Linked DNA regions of Mus musculus: regions 1 and 2 are each linked to region 3. Evidence: chromatin contacts called from public Hi-C and promoter capture Hi-C data. All regions are on one chromosome and are shown on one strand. Each heading gives the region's core, a stretch centred on a gene start, on an enhancer-like site or on the middle of the called end of the contact. The rest is flanking DNA. Distances are from core to core; before and after follow the strand shown. Region 1 has its middle 6.3 kb from the start of Gm39575. Region 2 holds the start of Ramp3 (receptor (calcitonin) activity modifying protein 3). Region 3 holds the start of Purb (purine rich element binding protein B).

The links. Hi-C and Micro-C count contacts between places; a contact is called where the count stands out from the background. Capture Hi-C pulls out chosen DNA fragments and counts their contacts.
Region 1: a contact with region 3 is called in a Hi-C map of Th1 cells, with 2.1 times the contacts expected there. The contact joins the enhancer-like site here to the promoter of Purb in region 3. A contact is called at or near these places in 3 of 484 Hi-C or Micro-C datasets (CD4 T cells, CD8 T cells and Th1 cells), 2 of 115 datasets of contacts at active chromatin or transcription factors (the SCID.adh cell line and memory CD8 T cells) and 1 of 9 other capture datasets (liver).
Region 2: a contact with region 3 is called in a promoter capture Hi-C map of liver. The contact joins the promoter of Ramp3 here to the promoter of Purb in region 3. A contact is called at or near these places in 6 of 39 promoter capture datasets (3T3-L1-derived adipocytes, the SN4741 cell line, fetal liver and 3 more), 2 of 115 datasets of contacts at active chromatin or transcription factors (embryonic forebrain and embryonic stem cells) and 1 of 9 other capture datasets (liver).

Annotation. Positions count from the first base shown.
Region 1 is chr11:6,699,127-6,703,196 of GRCm38.p6, forward strand. No RefSeq gene overlaps it. Among named protein-coding and RNA genes, the nearest start is that of Gm39575, 6.3 kb to the left of the region's middle. Within about 2 kb of position 2,320, at least 11 of the 459 cell types and tissues checked have an H3K27ac peak or open chromatin away from gene starts, as enhancers often do. A contact at or near this core is called in Th1 cells and memory CD8 T cells, where this site is marked.
Region 2 is chr11:6,657,238-6,661,214 of GRCm38.p6, forward strand. It overlaps Ramp3 (receptor (calcitonin) activity modifying protein 3), which reads left to right and starts at 1,296. Exons shown (of 3, transcript NM_019511.3): 1 at 1,296-1,390. The coding sequence starts at 1,336. It also overlaps the pseudogene Gm11978.
Region 3 is chr11:6,474,546-6,478,633 of GRCm38.p6, forward strand. It overlaps Purb (purine rich element binding protein B), which reads right to left and starts at 1,531. Exons shown (of 1, transcript NM_011221.3): 1 at 1-1,531. The coding sequence starts at 1,341. The coding sequence ends at 367.

The DNA of each region.
Region 1 (4,070 bases), core at 1,070-3,569, 230 kb after region 3:
CCCTGGTTTTTATAAGAAAGCAGGCAGAGCAAGCCACAGACACAAGCCAGTAAGCAGCATCCTCCATGGGCTCAGCTTCAGTTCCTGCCTCCAGGTTCCTGCCTTGAGTTTCTGCCTTGTCTTGCTCTGGTGATGGGTGGTAGCCTGGAAGCTGAATAAACTCCTCCCCACTCCCAGATGCTTTGCACTGTGGTGTTTATCACAACAGTAGAAAGCAGGAGGAGCAGAGGGATGCCCATGTGCTAAAGAGGCTCGGAGGTGTACGCCAGCAGCAGCTACCATTCAGCTTGTTTCCCGAAGACACCCACTGCGCTGGACTACTGACACCTTTGGCTGTGCTTACCAACTCTGAAACTAAATTGAACCAGGCACATATTTTCTTAGATGTAAACTTCAAGCTTTTGCATTTCATCCACCATTGATGGGCTTTGGTTGTTCTCCTATGTGGGGTTTTATAAATAGTACCTACCCCACGGAGTCACTTTCCTGGATTACATGACCAGGATGCGTTGCTCAAATGTAAAGCTTTCCAATGTGTGAGTGTGTGCGTGTATGTGTGCATCTGTGTGTGTGATGTGTATCTGTGTGTGATGTATATGATGTGTGTGTGTGATGTGTGTATGTCTGTGTGTGTGATGTGTGTATGTCTGTGTTTGTGTGTGATGTGTGTGTAATGTGTGTGATGTGTGTGATGTGTCTGTGTTTGTATGTGATGTGTGTGTCTGTGTGTGTGTGATGTGTGTGTGATATGTGTGATGTGTGTGTGATATGTGTGATGTGTGTGTCTGTGTTTGTGTGTGATGTGTGTGTGCATCTGTGTGTGTGTGATGTGTGTCTGTGTGTGATGTGTGTATGTCTGTGTTTGTGTGTGATGTATGTGTCTGTGTGATATGTGTGTCTGTATTTGTTTGTGATGTGTGTGTGTCTGTGTGTGTGTGATATGTGTGTCTGTGTTTGTGTGTGTGATGTGTGTGTGTCTGTGTGTGATATGTGTGTGACATGTGCATGTGTGTGCATCTGTGTGTGTGATGTATGTGTGTGTGATGTGTGTGTGATGTGTTTGTGTGATGTGTGCATCCATGTGTGTGACATGTGTGTGTGTGTGCTTGTTCGTGTGTGTGTGTGTGTGTGTGTTTACTTATTTTTTTGGGCAGATTTGTATTCAGTCTTATCTGTCTTTCATCCAGTCTAGAGTGGGGTGACAGGCTCTGGGCAGATCTGAACTGGCTTTTGCCAGGCCTATGCAATATGCTTCTTGCTTCCAGGTCTAATGTTCATATCCGTGTGATTTTTCTCTTCCAGAAAACTTGCAGTCTGGTTGCTCCATGTTGGGGTATAGGCAAACAGAGTGGTAGGGGTGCTCACAGGGATCCCCATGATCCTGGGTTCAACCCCTAACATGTTTTTTAGAGACTAGGAAGCCAAGAAGATGCTGGCCCTGACTAGGTCCTTCTTGGAGAATGAATTATTTGTTCACAGAGAACAATGAGATGATTTTTTTGGCCTGGAAGTTACTAAAAAACATGAGGTATCTTTATGTTAAAATCCAGATCTTTGTCATCAGATGGAAAGAATCAAGGAGATAAAGTCTGAGAATAGTAACCTCAGTGCCCAGTGGGCAGCTGTGCACACTTCCTCTGTCTAGAGAGCATCCAAGAAGCCGATTCTCCCATCTCAGCAGAACACACCTGCTCCCTCGAAATGAGTTTCTGCAGTATTCTAATTTCATGATTGCTGTGGTTTATTTTAATTCTAAAATACATTTTTAAAATGAAAATTTAATCACATCACTTCTTCCTTTCCTATCTTCCTTCCTATTCCTTCCACATCTCCTTCCCACTTCTGAAAATGATGCTCTCTTTTCTTTGTTTATTATTGTTACACACACACACACACACACACACCACACACACACATGCAAACACATTCACAAACACAAGTGCTCACACATGCACACACATGTACACACATGTACACACACATACTCTCTCTCTCTCTCTCTCTCTCTCTCTCACACACACACACACACACACACACACACACACACACGCACATGCACACACTGTTGAGGTCTGTTTTAGGTGCTCACAAAGGGGAAGACATGGAGATAGAAGGTTAGATGGTGGCAGAAGTTGTACTCATGGACCCTGACCTCACATCGTGGTGGAGCAGAAAGTAAAGCTCTTCAACTAATTTTTGGGCAAGTTGACCTCTTTCTTCCCCTCTGACTCCCCATGTTTGTGTTTATAGATGTGCACAATTCGTGCCACACTTCCTGAGGCAGTTGGTTTGTTTTTCTTCTGTTCTTTAGATTGTGTGTAAACTGTATTGACCTGTTTTTAACTTCCCTGATCTTTATCTTCATCAGCTCACAGCACTGAACTGTCACTCACACTGTTGAGCTGTCATTCATACTGTTGAGCTGTCACTCACACTGTTGAGCTGTCATTCACACTGTTGAGCTGTCACTCATACTGTTGAGCTGTCACTCACACTGCTGAGCTGTCATTCACACTGTTGAGCTGTCACTCACATTGCTGAGCTGTAACACTGCTGAGCTGTCACTTACACTGTTGAGCTGTCACTTACACTGTTGAGCTGTCACTCACACTGCTGAGCTGTCATTCACACTGTTGAGCTGTCATTTATACTGTTGAGCTGTCATTCACACTGTTGAGGTGTTACTCACACTGTTGAGCTGTCACTTATACTGTTGAGCTGTCACTCACACTGTTGAGCTGTCATTCATACTGTTGAGCTGTCACTTATACTGTTGAGCTGTCACTCACACTGTTGAGCTGTCATTCATACTGTTGAGCTGTCACTCACACTGTTGAGCTGTCATTCATACTGTTGAGCTGTCACTCACTGATTTCATTTTGGTTACTCTAGAGTTCCATTTTGTTTTGCTCTCAGACTTATGTATACTCTCTGTCTCTTTGTTGGTAGTCCATGCTCATTCTATTAATTATGAAATCCTCTCTTAGTTCTTGAGAAGTAGATCCCTTTGAATTCATGTGTTTGTGTGTATGCATGTTGCATGCATGTGTATGTATTTGTGTGTGCAGCAGGGTGGCAGCCAGAAGTTGTCAGGTGTCTTCCTTGGTCATCTAGCTGTCTTTTTTGTTGTTGTTTTTTGAAACAAGTTTTCTGATAGAGCCTGGAGCTTACTGCTTCAGCTAGATGGGATGGCCAGTGAGCCCCAGGGATCCTCCTGCTTCCTCCACATCCCCAGCCTGTGGGTTACAAGCATGCAGTCCAGTGGGTTCTCACGTGAATGCTAAGGATTGAACTCAACCTCTCATGCTTGCAGGGCTGGCTCAAGCTCTACCAACTGAGTCGTCTCCTCAGCCTGCCGATCTGATTTATAGTAGCCACTTGAAGTTTTGCCAAGTCCAACATTTGGGGCCTCCCAAAGGCAAAGCAGGTTTGCTTGTCTCTCCCCTCCCCCAGTGTGTGCTTTTCTGTTTCCTTACATGTTTAGTGTTTGTTTTGTGAAAAAACTGGAAATTTTAGATAAGGTTCTAACACTAAATAGTGATCTGCATTGTTTGATAGATCCCTGTTTGAGTTCATTGTGCAGTGACTTAGCTTATGAGTTCAAAGTCGCATCGGTACCCTGTGAAAAGTGAGGTCTCTGGTTTTACTGCTCATAAGGCACAGCCTAGGGTACCCCTGACCTCTCTCCTCTAGGCTGATGATGGTTTTATGAGGGCTCTCTCTGACCATTTCCCTGATGTCAAAGTTACTTGGCAAAACTTCAAGTGGCTAAAAACCAAAACAAAACAAAAAAAGAAACAAAAAAACCAAAAAACCCCCGAAGTCACCCACACTTGGTACTTGTTTAGTCTTTTTGTTTGGATCTTTTAAAAAGAACACAATTCATGCCACACAGCCTAAGCACTTGTTTCAAATTCAACTTCTTCCTTCTACTTGCAAACGGAGTCTTTCTAATTAAAAAGCTGCAGAAGACCCAAGTCCGTTGTTTGTTTTCTTCCTGAAGTCAGCAGGATGGCTACATCCTCAGGGCTTTTCTATGTTGAGTCTGACATGAAGGAAAAGAAAGGCAG
Region 2 (3,977 bases), core at 46-2,545, 180 kb after region 3:
GGCTTCCTAGGTTCTCTTTGCTAACTGGTTTTTAAAAATGCTATTTTTTTTAATCTTTAAGATTTCTTTGGTTTATATGTATGGGTGTGCACAATTGCGTGCGGCACCCTCAGAGGCCAGAACGAACTGGATCCCATGGAGCTGGCGATACAGATGATCATGCGCTACCTCCAGTACCTGTGGGAACCAAACCCAGGTCCCCTGTAAGTGCCCTTAACCACTGTGACATCTCTTCAGCCCTAAAGTAGTTACAGGGTTTTGTTTGTTTATTTGCTTGTTTGTTTTTGTTTCTGGCTTCGACCAGAATTTTCTCAGTGAAAATTCACAGAAAGTTGTAGTGAGCCTTTCTAGGTCAGGAAAGGTGAGCTGAGCTCAGTGATGGGGCGTGGGAGACAGAAGTGCTTGTTTAGGTGGGGAAAGCCATCCTCCCAGGTCTGGGCCTTAGCTCTCAGACCAGCAAGTGCTTTCCTGGGGGACAATAAGCTTTGGAGGACAAAGAGGTCTGCTTTTCTCTTTCTGAGGAGTGGTCCCAACATTGGGAACAGGAAGCTGTCCTGGGCTTGAGGGACAGATGTAGTCTATGGTGGGAGAAACTGAGGCCTTTTCTTTTCTTTCTACCTGCTGATTCCAGAAGCCAGGTCCTTGGAGGCCCCGTCACTGACCCGCCTGCCCTCAGTTAGCTTCAGACTTAGCCATTTGTGTTTGCATGTGTGCACACCCAAGCTCCCCTCCCCAGTGCCTCAGTCTGGAAGAATGCCCCCCCCCCCCCCATCTGCTCAGCAACCCACTTCATGCCCTTCTCTGTCCCTTGGAGACAGGCAGGGCTCTCAGACTTGTCTCTGCTTAAATTTATGTGCCTGGCTTAGGGGGGTCCCACAGGACCTGCAAGGATGAACCCCGGGTTTCTCCGAGTTCAACCTCTTGTCTGTCTTCTGCCTGGCTCCCCTCTATCAACCTGTACTGCATAACTCCCTTCATTTCTCCAGCTTGCTTCCCAGTTTGACACTGAGGTTAATCCGGCTCATCCCCAGACCAAACCTGCAGTCTTCCGGTTAGAACCCCTTCTCCATTCCCGCCACGCTGGACTGGCTCTCCCACCCGACTGCACTTCCCCTTCCTCTGTTCCAGTCTATATCCCAACGCGACCCCCACCTCCTGTCCCCACCACCTGCCCCTCCAGAGAGAAGCTGAGAATTCTAGGCAACGGAGGGAGTCAGGGGCGGGGTGGGGGCGTGGCCTGGGTTGGGGCTCTCCGAGGTCCCGCCCTGGTCCCGCCCCAAGCCTCTTACCTCCGAATGTCGCTGTTGCTGCAAGCCGGCTGCATCTTAGTTGGCCATGAAGACCCCAGCACAGCGGCTGCACCTTCTTCCACTGTTGTTGCTGCTTTGTGGTAAGGAGACATTTGGGTCGGGGTACTCCATCTCCTCGGGTCCTTGGGACCCACGCGGACTCTCTCCTTCCCGCGTCCAGCCTAGGCTGCGCTCTTCCCCCCCCCCCCCCCCCCCCAGAGTTTGGAAAAGACACAGGCACGCTGACTCCAGCACATCCTGCAGGTTTTGTGGAGGGTCTTCATAACTCCTCCAACCTTAGAAGAGCTGAGGGAAAAGGCTTTGAGCTGCAAGGGCTGCACAGTTCCCTGTGGGGTAGAGATATTCTGGGGTCCAGGGAAGGGTCTTTGGTGAGGTAGTGAGTTTCTTTCCCATCCTGCCCCGGGCACATGGCACACAGGTGCAGGTAGCTAGAATCCTTTTCCAGTGAGAAAATCGGACTCAGGGAGAAACATTGCTTTCACAAGATAGAAATGGGATAAATATTAAGCTTGTTTTGAAAGGGGTGTGGAGGGAATAAAGTTAGTAGGGAGACATATTAAAGGAGCCTGAGGGAGTTTAATGGGGCGGGGAGAGTAGGAGTGGATATGCTCAAAATACTTTGTATACATATGTAAAATTTCAAAGAATAAAAAGTGAAGTATCTTACTGAAGAAGTTACCCAAGGATAAATAAGAGGATACATGTATGTGTATGTGTATGTGTATATGCTTGTGTACACACATGTATGCATGTACCTGTGGCTCTGGGTGTGCCTGATTGTATCTGTGTGCCTGTGTGGGCATGTGTGTGCATGAGTGCCTGTGGAAGGGTTTGATAGGAGAGGGCTTGCTGGGCAAGGCCAGTGCTTGGCTAGAACTGTGAGGGAAGCTGTTGGCAGGAGGGGGCTCTGTCCTCCAGGAGGAGGGGCTCTGTCCTCCAGGAGGAGGGGCTCTATCCTCCCTCCAGGTGGAGGGGCTCTGTCCTCCAGGGCCATGGTCCCGAGTTTTCCTTACTCTCCTGGTTCAGCCTCCTTGGCTGTAAGATGAAGTTGGACCTGTTTGTAGTGTCTTCCTCAGTGTTGATGACTTGGGATGCGGTCTGGGAGTTGGGACAGAGGTGGGCCAGACTCAACAATTAGTTCTCTCCCTTTGAAGAGGTCTCTGCTTACAGAGTGAGACCATTTTTCGTGTTCTACAGTGGGCGCTCAGGCTGGGGTAGTTTTATGTTGAAGGCTGGGACTGTGACCACCTCCAGAAGGCAGTGAGCTGTTTTGGGATTTCAGCAAGCCTCCAGTGCAAGGCTCCCCTGGTGAGGAGTTTGGTTTCTAGAGGAAGGAGGTCCAGAGTTTATCTGGAAGGAAACCATGTCTCTCCTGACTGTTTCTAGTATGGAACTGGGAAGCAACACAGACAGAAACCTCATGAAATTGTAGCAATCCTGGTCCCCAATGGCCACCTTTCCATCCTACTGTGGAAGTCCCCACAGTCCCCAACAGCCACCTCCCTATCCTACTGTGGAAGTCCCCACTGTCCTCACCCATGGGACCAGGCTTCTTAGTGGCCGGTCAGGTTCAGCCTTCTCACAGACCTGGCTACAGTGAGTCTGGCCAGCCCGGGAGTCAGAGATGAAACATGTACTGTCACACGCAGTCTGGCCAAGGTGGGGTCTGAGCTCTGCAAGGGATGAGCTGAGCTTCCTAGCTCCCAGGAACGCTGACTGCCACCTATGCTTTGTTGACACTGTGATGTCTGGAACTCTAGATTCTGAGCCTAGTCACTGTAGAGAACAGCATCAGGAGAGCCTTTGTTTCCAAACAATAAAGGTCTCGGCCTGTGGGGCTTCCTTGAAATTCTAACGTACTCTACAGGGACACTTTGATGCTTCTCAGGGTCCTGGGATGAGGAGTCCAGCAGGTAGGTATCCACCTATTGGCTCTTAGCCTCAGTTTCCCTGTTGTTGGCCTGAGTGTAGCTGTGGAGTGCTGCTGTACGGACTGGCTTGAGTCAGTTAAGTTTGGCCCAGTCACTCTGTGGTGGAGCCGAAATGCTCATGGAAAAGCAGAGGCCGCTCCTGGTATATGTGTTCCTGTCACCATGAGTGAGAGCACCCGGGATCTGTGTGTGCACGCATGTGTGCGCGCGTGTGTGCCCACATGTGTGTCTGGGAATGTGAACACAGTGCCCCAATTTTTATCATGAGTTATATAGTAATGCGCTCTGCCTCCCTGTCACCTGTCACACTCACCTTGAGCCAAGCAGGTGGCAAGCAGTGCTGGAGACCTAAGGTCTTGAAGAAGGTGGTTTGTTAAACAGAATCTTTAGTACTGGAGCTGCCTTGGAGGTCATTTGGCCCATTTCCCGGATGGGGGTTCAGGTGAAGGGAGAGAACTGCCCTAGAGACTGCAGCCCCCAGTGCCAGCCAGCCACGGCCTTTGTGCCCTAGAGACTGCAGCCCCCAGTGCCATCCATCCACGCCTTTGTGCCCTGGAGACCGCAGCCCCCAGGGCCAGCGTTCATGGCCTTTGCGCCCTAGAGACTGCAGCCCCCAGTGCCAGCGTCCACGGCCTTTGCGCCCTAGAGACCGCAGCCCCCAGTGCCAGCGTCCACGGCCTTTGCGCCCTAGAGACCGCAGCCCCCAGTGCCAGCGTCCACGGCCTTTGCGCCCTGG
Region 3 (4,088 bases), core at 281-2,780:
GGTGTGGTTTTGGTCCCAGACGCTCGAAGATCTATCTATCCCTTCCAGTGTTTTCCTGATGAATTTCCGAACCTCGGTTTTAAACAACAGAAGCTGAGACTCTTGCGCAGGTGAGGAGATGCTGCTCCTCTTTGCAGGTTGCTGGCAGTTCCTTGGAACTTAACTGCTTTTCTCTAATTGTCTGTGACTGTTTTCTTATGGTTATTTCTCTTAACTATATTATTTTATTTTTTTTTTTGTTTTCTTCGTCTGCGGCCTCCCCTGATCCCTCTCCACTAGCTCACTGGGGACGAGAAGGAAAGGGCGCTCTCTAGCCAAGGGGATGGTGGTGGGGTTGGGGGAGGCCGGTACGGGAAGCTGCCTGCTTCAATCCTCATCCACTTCCTCACCCTCCGACTCGTCGCCGCCACCGCTGCCCCCGCCGCGTCGCTCGTAAAGCTTATCCCTCTGTCGCTCCTGGATCTCTTTCATTTCATCTGCATACCGACAGAAGGCGCCTCCAAACTTGCCCCAGGCCTTGAAGGGCACGGTGATGGCATTGCGGTAGGACGGCTTCACCTCGCTCACTCGCAGGAACACCCCGTACTTGTTGCAGCCGACGTCGAAGAAGAAGCGCTTCGAGTCCACGGTGATGGAGGTGCCCTCCGGGAGCTCTCCGTACAGGCCGCCCCCGGGGCCGCCGGCGCCGCCTCCCGGGCCGCCGGCCAGCTCGTCCTCGTCGCCCCCGTAGTCGTCGATGAGCTTGGCGAGCGCGTCGCGGAACTCGATGAGGCCCTGCGCGGGCAGCGCGATGGTCTGGCCGCTCTGCAGGCCGCCGGGCCCGGGCCCCCCGCCGAAGCCGCCGCCGCCGCGGTTCACCGTCTGGCGGATGCGCAGGAAGCGGCCGCGCTGGTTCTCCTTGAGGTCCAGGTAGTACTTGCGGTTCTCGCGCACCAGGAACTCGCTCTTGAGCGCGCGGCGCGGCCCGCCGCCCTCCTCGGCGCCCGCCGCCAGCTGCTCGGGGCTGCTGGGACCCAGCTGCGCGTAGTGCTCGATGAAGTCGCCCAGCGAGTCGCGGAACTCGGCGGCCACCGCCATCGACAGCGTGAGGCGGCTCTTGGAGCCGCCCGCGCCCACCTCGGCGATCTTGAGGAAGCGGCCCTTGGCGTTCTGCTTCACGTCCAGGTAGAAGCGCTTGTTCTGGATGTCCAGCCGCTTCGAGGCCAGCTCCTGCGTCTCCTGCTCGCCGCCCGGCCCGCCACCGCCGCCGCCGCCGCCGCGGGGCGCGGGCTGGAAGCCGCCGGGCCCGCCGCCGCCGCCGCCGCCACCGCCGCGCTCGCTGCCGCTGTCGCCGTCCGCCATCTTCTCGGCCGCCGCCTCGCCGCCGCCGCCCGCTGCGCTCGCGCCCCCGCCCTCCGCCCTGCGGCTCGCGCTCCGGGGCCCCCCAGCCTCGCCCGCCGGCTCCTCACGCGCGCCCGCCGCTCATCGCCGGTCGCCGCCGCCCCCCATCGCCTCCGCGCCCCGCCCCCGCGGCTTCCGTGCGGCACGGCCCGCTTCCGGCGCGCGCCTCCCGTGACGTCACTCCGCCCCGCCCGCCGCCGCCTCCCGGCCGGAAGACCCACACACACCACGCCGGCGGGGCGCAGAGGTGACGTCGCTGGCCGCGCCGGCAAGGCGTTCTGCGGCTACCCCGGGCGAGCCTATGTTTCTGTCCGCTGGTTTTGGGGTCCTCTTTCTTGATGCTTTACTGACGCTCCCGGTTTCAGAGGGTTTAGTGTGTGACTAGATGACTCTGTTGCTTTGGGGCTGTGGGAAGGCAGAACGTTTTGCCGAGAAGCACATGAATTATTCAACAGTGGAGCCAATCACCTCCTGGCGCCTGGGAAAGCAGAGAGACAGGAAAGGGCCAGGGGCTAGGGATCTTTCCAGAGCATACCCCAGTAACCTGTTTTCTCCAGTGAGATCCTACTTCTCACTAATGCTACTAGATTATTAATCCTCAGGGACGAGTACACTGATTAAGTCGGACTCCTAACGATTGGATCTAGCAATCCTTCAGTAAATAAGCCCGTGTTTCTAAAACAAAGAAACCAGAATACCATCTTATTTTATAAACTCCCTGAATGGAGTTCACACAAATAACTTTTGGGTTTTTTTTTTTTTTACAATTGGGTGTTTTTAATGATAGGATCTCACTAAGCTATATTGGCTTAAACTTGAGTTCTTGCATCAGTTTAATATTCGTTAACCAGGTTCCTCTAAAGTGTTGTTTTTTTTTTTTTAAAGATTTATTTATTATTATATGTAAGTACACTGAAGCTGTCTTCAGACACACCAGAAGAGGGAGTCAGATCTTGTTACGGATGGTTGTGAGCCACCATGTGGTTGCTGGGATTTGAACTCTGGACCTTCAGTCGGGTGCTCTTACCCACTGAGCCATCTCTCCAGCCCTAAAGTGTTTTAAATTTGTTTCTGTGTGGCTATACATGTACGTGTATGTGGAGGCCGGAAATAGAGTGTTTGTGTTACTCTCCACCGTATTTTTTGTGAGTGGGTCTCTGGCTGAACTTAGAGCTCACTGAATTGATCTAAACTGGCTGTCAGTGAGCCCTAGGGATCCCCCACCCCCACCCCCTGCTGCACCCTGCTCTTTTATGCAGCTGCTAGGTTTTCAAGCTTGTGTCTTAATGCTTGTGTGATGAGCAGTTAACCGCCCCTCTAGCCTGTATTCTGCCTGATGGGCCAGCTTTGTTATTTTGTTTCCGCTGAAATTTCATTTGCATCTAAGCCTAGAGTCTTCTCTTGTAATTTTTTAGTAAGGACATATTTTTGAGTGGTTTTATGGTTTGATTTTTAAGTATAGGACTATGTTTATCTGAAATATATCATGATGTCTGGGATGAAGTAAAGAATCTAAGGAATTTCCTTCAAATGACTAACCCATTGTCCCAGTACTATGTATTGGGTAATCCTTGGAGGATAGATGTTAACAGGTGGAGATAGGGTAGGTTATTTTGGGCAGAGGAACATATGTCTCCAGATGGTGAGTTGTGCAGTTTGGCTGGGGCCTAGGGTCTGTGAACAGTGGAACTGGGCGCAGCTGTTCTCTGGTGGCTAGGAGAGATCCTTGATTCAGTGGACAGGGGCCACCATAAACTGTATAAACAGGAGTCATTTTCTAGTTTTGTACTTTTTTTTAAAAGATTTATTTATTTATTATATGTAAGTACTCTGTAGCTGTCTTCAGACACACCAGAAGAGGGCATCAGGTCTCATTACAGGTGGTTGTGAGCCACCATGTGTTTACTGGGGATTTGAACTCAGGACTTTGGAAGGGCAGTCAATGCTCTTATCCACTGAGCCATCTCACCAGCTCCCTAGTTTTGTACTTCAAGAAAGTGACCCAGGGCAAAGGAGAGTGTGGGTGGTCTACAGTGAGACCCAGCACAAACTCTTGATTATAAGCAGTGACTATGTTGTAAAACAGGCCCACATTTTCAGACTCTTAGTGGCTGGGCAGTGCTGGTTGGGGAGTGGGGAGACTGTGGTCTTTGGGTCAGAATATTACAACTATATGGAGACAAGAGGGAAAAAAAAAAGTAGGTGGTAATTGGAGCTGAGGGCTCTGGTGATCAGAGAATGAGAATAATGCTAGCAGATAAGCCTGGTCAGGGGCTTGGGCTCTTTAATAACCCAGCACCAAACTTAGACTTCACAAAACCTCAGATGTTGCAGGTGTTAGATACTCCCCCACCCTCATCCCTGAGAACATGGAACCAATGAAAAGTGGGACTTTACTGTGTTTTTTTGAATATCAGTTATTTTCTTCAGTTTCTTTCTTCTTGGTGGACTTAAAGTCTTGCCTTTCAGCAAATTGAGGGTATGTGAAATAGATCTGTTGACCGTTTGAGATGCTGGCTGGATACTCCTGGGCAAATGTAACAATGGTCAGTCTAGTATTGGGCTGGGTGATAAAGATGAGGCTTAGAAACTGCCAGCAGACAGGAAAGCTGGACACCACTTTCCTTGGGGGTGGGAGCAATCACATAAAGCAAGGGACAGGTGAACAACATGGGACGAGAGCAAAGGTGATGCCTGGATGACTGGAG